2 separate regions of the Oryctolagus cuniculus genome follow, and region 1 is linked to region 2. A link is a contact called in public Micro-C data. All regions are on one chromosome and are shown on one strand. The core of a region is the stretch at or near the end of the contact, and the rest is flanking DNA. Distances in the headings are between cores, read along the strand shown. Region 1 holds the start of ODF2L (outer dense fiber of sperm tails 2 like). Region 2 holds the start of SELENOF (selenoprotein F).

Region 1 (2,700 bases), core at 112-2,611, 520 kb after region 2:
AACACCTACAACACCTAAATCATTTACTATCTGGCCTTTTACAGAAAAATATGCTTGCCCTTGCCTTAAATGATGTGGTAATTTTGATAGATTGTTTCATATGTGGTCAAAAGTGTTCAATGACATTTGGAAATATTGATCAGGATTTTTGGTGGACTAAAATGAAGTAATTTTTCCCATTTAAATAATAATAAGGGACCTTTCTGTTCACAAATTCACTATTCAACCAGATTTTAGGAATACATTAGGTTTAGATGAAGTGAGGGGCCATATTCACTTTGCCGGGACAACTTAGCTGAAATAACTAATTTGAGACACTTATGTAATCATTTTTAGGAAGTTTAACTTTAGCTCTCATGGATAGTTCCTCTTGAATGTCTTATAAAAGTGATTACAACTAATACCAGAGCAATTTAACTAAACACGCTAAAAGGAGCCTCACATCTGTTTCTTATTTCTGATTATGGGACGTTAGCCAGGTTAGCTAGACTCGTTAGGTTGGAGTTGGAAAGGCGCCTGGAATTGTTCTTGTTCCTTGCCCTAATGTCACCCTCCCGGGTCCCCTTCTTGGCCCCTTCACAACCCTTCAGCTCTCAATCCCCAGTGCTTTCCAGAAGCAGTCAGTGTGTTTATCCTAAGAGCTTTTTGCTGGACAATCACTGTGTTGGGGGAATAACAAGCATTGCTGGAACCTTCCAGGGGAGAGAGCCCACGGTGAAACCCACGAGGTAAAAGCATGAATGATCAAACTGCGTGGTTTGCAGTTGCTTCAGTTGTGAACTTAATACCCGAGTATGTTGGCGTACATCTCATAACATGAACATTAAGCAGAGGCACGGAATAAGCTTTCAATGTTTCAAAGTAAAATCTCGCTGTGCTTGCTCAGGAGTTTATAAACCATCCCAGCTGGCCGGGGCGCAAATACAAAGAATTTGAGACCTGGAAGACACCCTGGGGAACACTGTCTGGCTTTCTCCAGAGGAAAATACCCGAAGCCAGCGAAGGACGCCAGCCAAACAGTAATACCACAGGTTTACAACCAAGTTGCCTCCTGCTGCCGCTGCCTTCGCTTTTTCAAATTTTCCCTTTAAAAAAGCAATCGCAGGGATCTTCCTGCCGAGAGTCCAAAAATTCGGAATTGGCCTTAATTCCCCTTCTGGCCGGTTTCGGTTAACATCTTCGTTAACGACACCCAAGTGCAGCCCTTTTCGTTTAAAACAACAGCACCGCAAAAACCGAGTTTACCGGACGAGCGACGGAAACCCCGCCACTCGCGGGCCCCACCCCTCCCAACGGCCCGCATTGCAGGGGCGGTGCTTGCGCGTCCCCCCTCCAACCAATGGGCTGCGCCTGCTGCGCAGACGGAAGGGGCGGGGCGGCCGTTGCCACAGAAGCCACTCGCCGGTTACCAGCTCGGCTTTTGTCTCGCCGCACCTCTGAGGGCGCCCTCCCACCGTCAGCACTCCCAGAAAACCTCCGATCTGCCTCCTCGCATTCCCTGGCTTGCCATCCCCGTCTTCCACCCACGGCGTTGCCCCCGCATCCCGCTCCCTGCCAACAGCCGCAGAGCAGAGGTACGAGAGACGTGCTCCCGCCACCACCGTAGCAGGGCGTCAGCTTCGGCCGCGTCTGGGTGCCCTTTATAGCGCAGCCGCAGCGGGCTGACGTCACGGCGACGTGCGGACGCCGCGGCGGAGCCCTGGGCGTGACTTTAGAGGAGGCGGATTTGGTGTGGGAAAGATGGCGCGGAGCTGGTTGCGTAGGGCCGCCTTTGGCGGTCGCGAGGCAGAGGTTGGTGGTGGATGGAGGGAAAGGCTCTCCCGCCGCCGCAGAGCGGTACCTCAACCCGCTTCTGCGCTACCCTGCACTTCCCCGGGACCGAGAGCTGGGAAAAGGCCGCGAGGCTGATTACTAGGAAGGATGTGGACCCTGGGGCATCAAGGCAGGCCCACCGCTCGCTGCCTGGGTATGGCGGCGCAGCTTTCGGAGCCCTCGCCTTACTGTACCCGCGTACACGAGAAGCCCTGGGCCTTTCCTGCCCATGTTCCCTGGAGGTTCCAGCCCGGGTTAGAGACCCTTTATTGCTCGCGGTTTGCATGGCGTTCTGGAAAGTTCTGGTGCCCGCCTGTATTCAGCCCCAGCTCTGCCACTGATCTCGCCTTGTGGTCTTGGGCAGGTCACTTAACCTTGCTGACTTCAGTTTCCATATTTGTGAAATGGGGACAATGATAATCACCCTGGGGTGGTTGTAATGCGAGATGTAAATGCTGTACTACATGGGTGGCATTGAATATAAGCAGTTAGCGAGTGGTGTTAGTAAGAACCATAACCACCAGTCTGTTACTGGTCTTTGAAAGTGTGTTTCAGAACTTAACCTTTTTGATACAGGATAAGGTTTCAGGTGTCTTTGAATGAGGTTCATGGAGTAGTTTTGAGCACCACAATTGGTGTGTATTGATAGTGTAGTTTTTGTATCCCATGCACCCAGAAACATGAGAAAATGGTTTGTTAACAGTAATGATTGTGCTTGGTTTAGAGTGAACAAGACTCCCAGGGTTGAATATAGCAAGAAAGTTGAAATAACATCTACCCACTGATCAGGATTCTATTGAAAGTTAGTAATTCTTTTTCCCTGTGCTGTGATAGTAGGTCTTTGTCAACTTAAGACTTCATTGAAGGTGATTTGTAATAATTCTGCGA
Region 2 (2,700 bases), core at 99-2,598:
TTCCCTCTGAGTTGGGGCTTCTCTCGCCCTCTCTCCGGAATGCCTACTCGGGGGCAGCCCTGGGGCTCCGCGAAGCCCAGCCCTGCAACCTCTGCCCCGTGACCTCGCGAGTCCAGCACGCCACTCAAGCTCAAGTCACCCCATTCTAGGAGCTTGTGTTCTCTTGGAAACCTCTCCCAGCCCGCGAACCAGACCCCGGGCTGCACGAACGCCCACTTGCTCGGGCTGCAGTGCCCCCCGGCCCAGCCCCGTCCACAGCACTCAGCGCGGAGCGGCTCTGCTCCTCACCTAGCTTCGACAGGGACTCCTCCAGCTTCTGGATCTGGTTCTCCAAGAAGAGCATCGCCACCGCGAAGGCCACCACCGCCAGCAGCTGCAACTTGGGCGGCATCATAATCCTGAGGAGCCCCATGAAACCCGCTGCTCGGGATCAAGACATACCGCGGAGGGCGGGGAGCGGGGCCCCAGAGGCGAGGGAAACGCCGGGAGGAGCCCACCGAGCCGGCAGCCAGGCAAGGAGAGCGCGACAGCCAGAGCACCACCGCAGCGACCCCCCTTCTCGCCTCTCCGGTCCCCCCGCCCCCAGGCGCCAGCACTAGCGCCGCCGGTGCCCGCTTCTCGTCAGCCGACTCAACGGCCGCCCCCTCCAAAAGCCCGCGCAGCAAACCCTGCGCGAAGCGGCTGCCGGGCTCTCGCCTCCCTCCACAGCCTCAATCCCCGACCTCCGCGCCCGCCTGCCTGCCCGCCTCCCTCTCTTCCTTCCTTCCCTCCCTCCCTCCTTCGCTCGCGGCCGCGCGCTCCTACACCAGCGCTGCGGCTGCGGCTGCGCCGCCCTCGGCCCCGCCCCCGCCAAGTCCCCGCCCATCCCCCCTCCGCCACCACGCGCACGCATCCACGTACGCTGCTCGGCAACCAGAGGCCCCACCCCGTCCTCCTGCGCGGTTGTGCTTATTGGTCCGAAGAGTCCCTGCTCTTGGCCCTCGGTTCGATTTACGGTTGGCTTCCTCCGCCACAGGGCTCAATCAAGGCCGCATTCGATTGGGTAAACTTGGGGACGGAGGCAGGGCTTAAACTGGAGAAGGCGGGGCCTCCTGGCTGCCTGACGAAATGTCGTGAATGAAAGGATCCCGGGGAAGCACAGAAGTGGGGAGTTTAGAAAAGTGCCTGATTTGGGTAATCCAAAGCACCCGGCGACTGTCTTGATATTTGATCACCTTTAAGTTTTCATATACCCCGAGTTAACACGCGTCCCTTCAGAACAAGAGTTTCGGTGGCAACGGCCTTTAGCGGGCTGTCACGGATCAGGCTGTAGTGTGGACGCCCCAGCTGAGGGGTCCTCTGGGCAGCCCGAGACAGAGCCGAGAGGGTAACGATGGCGACTGGGGCTGGTGGAGGGCTGGGCCCGGCGTTTGGGCTACGGTTGCTGTTGGCCACCGTGCTTCAAGCGGTGAGTGTGGATCTCCTCCGTGGCTGCTCCGGGGCGGGTAGGAAGGATTGCAGAGAAGGAGGAGGAACATTCGAGCCTGTTTGGGATCCACGCTGGAAAAGGACGGAAGATGGGGTTTCCTCAGTGACTGCTGCTGCCGGAATGCGACGTGGCTTAATTCCTTGGTTGATGCTTGCTTGTCCTTCCTCGCTTTGATTTTGCTAGCGGCGTCTTCTGACTTCAGACCGTCTTGGGGGCTTCTCTTAACTCTAGCTGAAACAATCTGAATCACACTGCGGGGAGGGGAAGCAGTAAGGCTTAGGAAGAAGTGAAGACTTTTCAAGCAACAAAAACGCTAGGGAGTATCCTTATGATGGAGCTCCCCTGAGAGGAAAGCCCTCAAGTGTTCGCTCCTGGCTAACGATTTCTGTTGTTTTTTTTTTTTTTTAAACTCTCTCGAGCAGTAATCCCGTTTAAAATCTGGCAGTTTTATTTCGTTTTTTCCTATTACCAAAATAGATGAGTTCTTAATCTTGGAAAGGAGAAGTCCTGATTTTGATTTATTTTCATGCACGAAACAAGTAAATCTTGGTTAACTCCTCATAGTTTGCAATGTATGTTGCTATATGAAGGATAAAATTTTACTGGCGAGAGCTTTTACGTTTGTTAGCTCGTCTTAATTCGTCAAGTGTTCTCCATTAAGCCTGCTGAAAAGTTTTCTCCTGGGAGATCTGGTTTAACTGATGTATCCCAGATGTGGGTGGAGTTAAGGACTGTACATAGGCCTCTATAAACATCTCTGCTTTTCTTTCATCAAGGAATGTGAAACTATCCTGCCTTTTTACTTTTGTTACCCGGCCCCAACTTCTGTAATTAACATTCCAGTCCAGTACTCCATTTTTTAGACTTTTTGATGCTTTAGAAATTACTGGAACACCCCTGCCTGAACTCCTGTTAGGTCATTTGAGTTCATCACTACCACCATGGGAGACAAAAGGAGTAACATTTCAGGTTGCCCTCTCCTAATTTTACTATCTCATAACTTTCACTTGTTTGTGGCTATGTAACCTCCCAAAACTTAGTGACTTAAGTCAGTGGTCATTCTGTCAAGTCCTCTGTTGATTTCATCTGGGCTCCCTTATGCACTGTGCCCTGGAAAGTCCAAAGATACCCCATTCATAGTTCGAGCTGTCAGCTGGGGAGACTTGGATCTCATCCATGTGACCTCTCATCCTACAGTAGGCTAGAACAGCTTCTCTTCGTGGCAGTGCTCC

What was found. Hi-C and Micro-C count contacts between places; a contact is called where the count stands out from the background.
Region 1: a Micro-C map of ear pinna shows a contact between it and region 2, with 12 times the contacts expected there. The contact joins the promoter of ODF2L here to the promoter of SELENOF in region 2. A contact is called at or near these places in 2 of 6 Hi-C or Micro-C datasets (ear pinna and an unstated tissue).

What each region holds. Positions count from the first base shown.
Region 1 is chr7:84,744,042-84,746,741 of mOryCun1.1, forward strand. ODF2L (outer dense fiber of sperm tails 2 like) reads left to right here and starts at 1,362. Exons shown (of 18, transcript XR_007923562.2): 1 at 1,362-1,574.
Region 2 is chr7:84,225,398-84,228,097 of mOryCun1.1, forward strand. It overlaps SELENOF (selenoprotein F), which reads left to right and starts at 1,349. Exons shown (of 5, transcript NM_001256960.1): 1 at 1,349-1,447. The coding sequence starts at 1,373. HS2ST1 (heparan sulfate 2-O-sulfotransferase 1) reads right to left here and starts at 833. Exons shown (of 7, transcript XM_002715521.5): 1 at 289-833. The coding sequence starts at 412.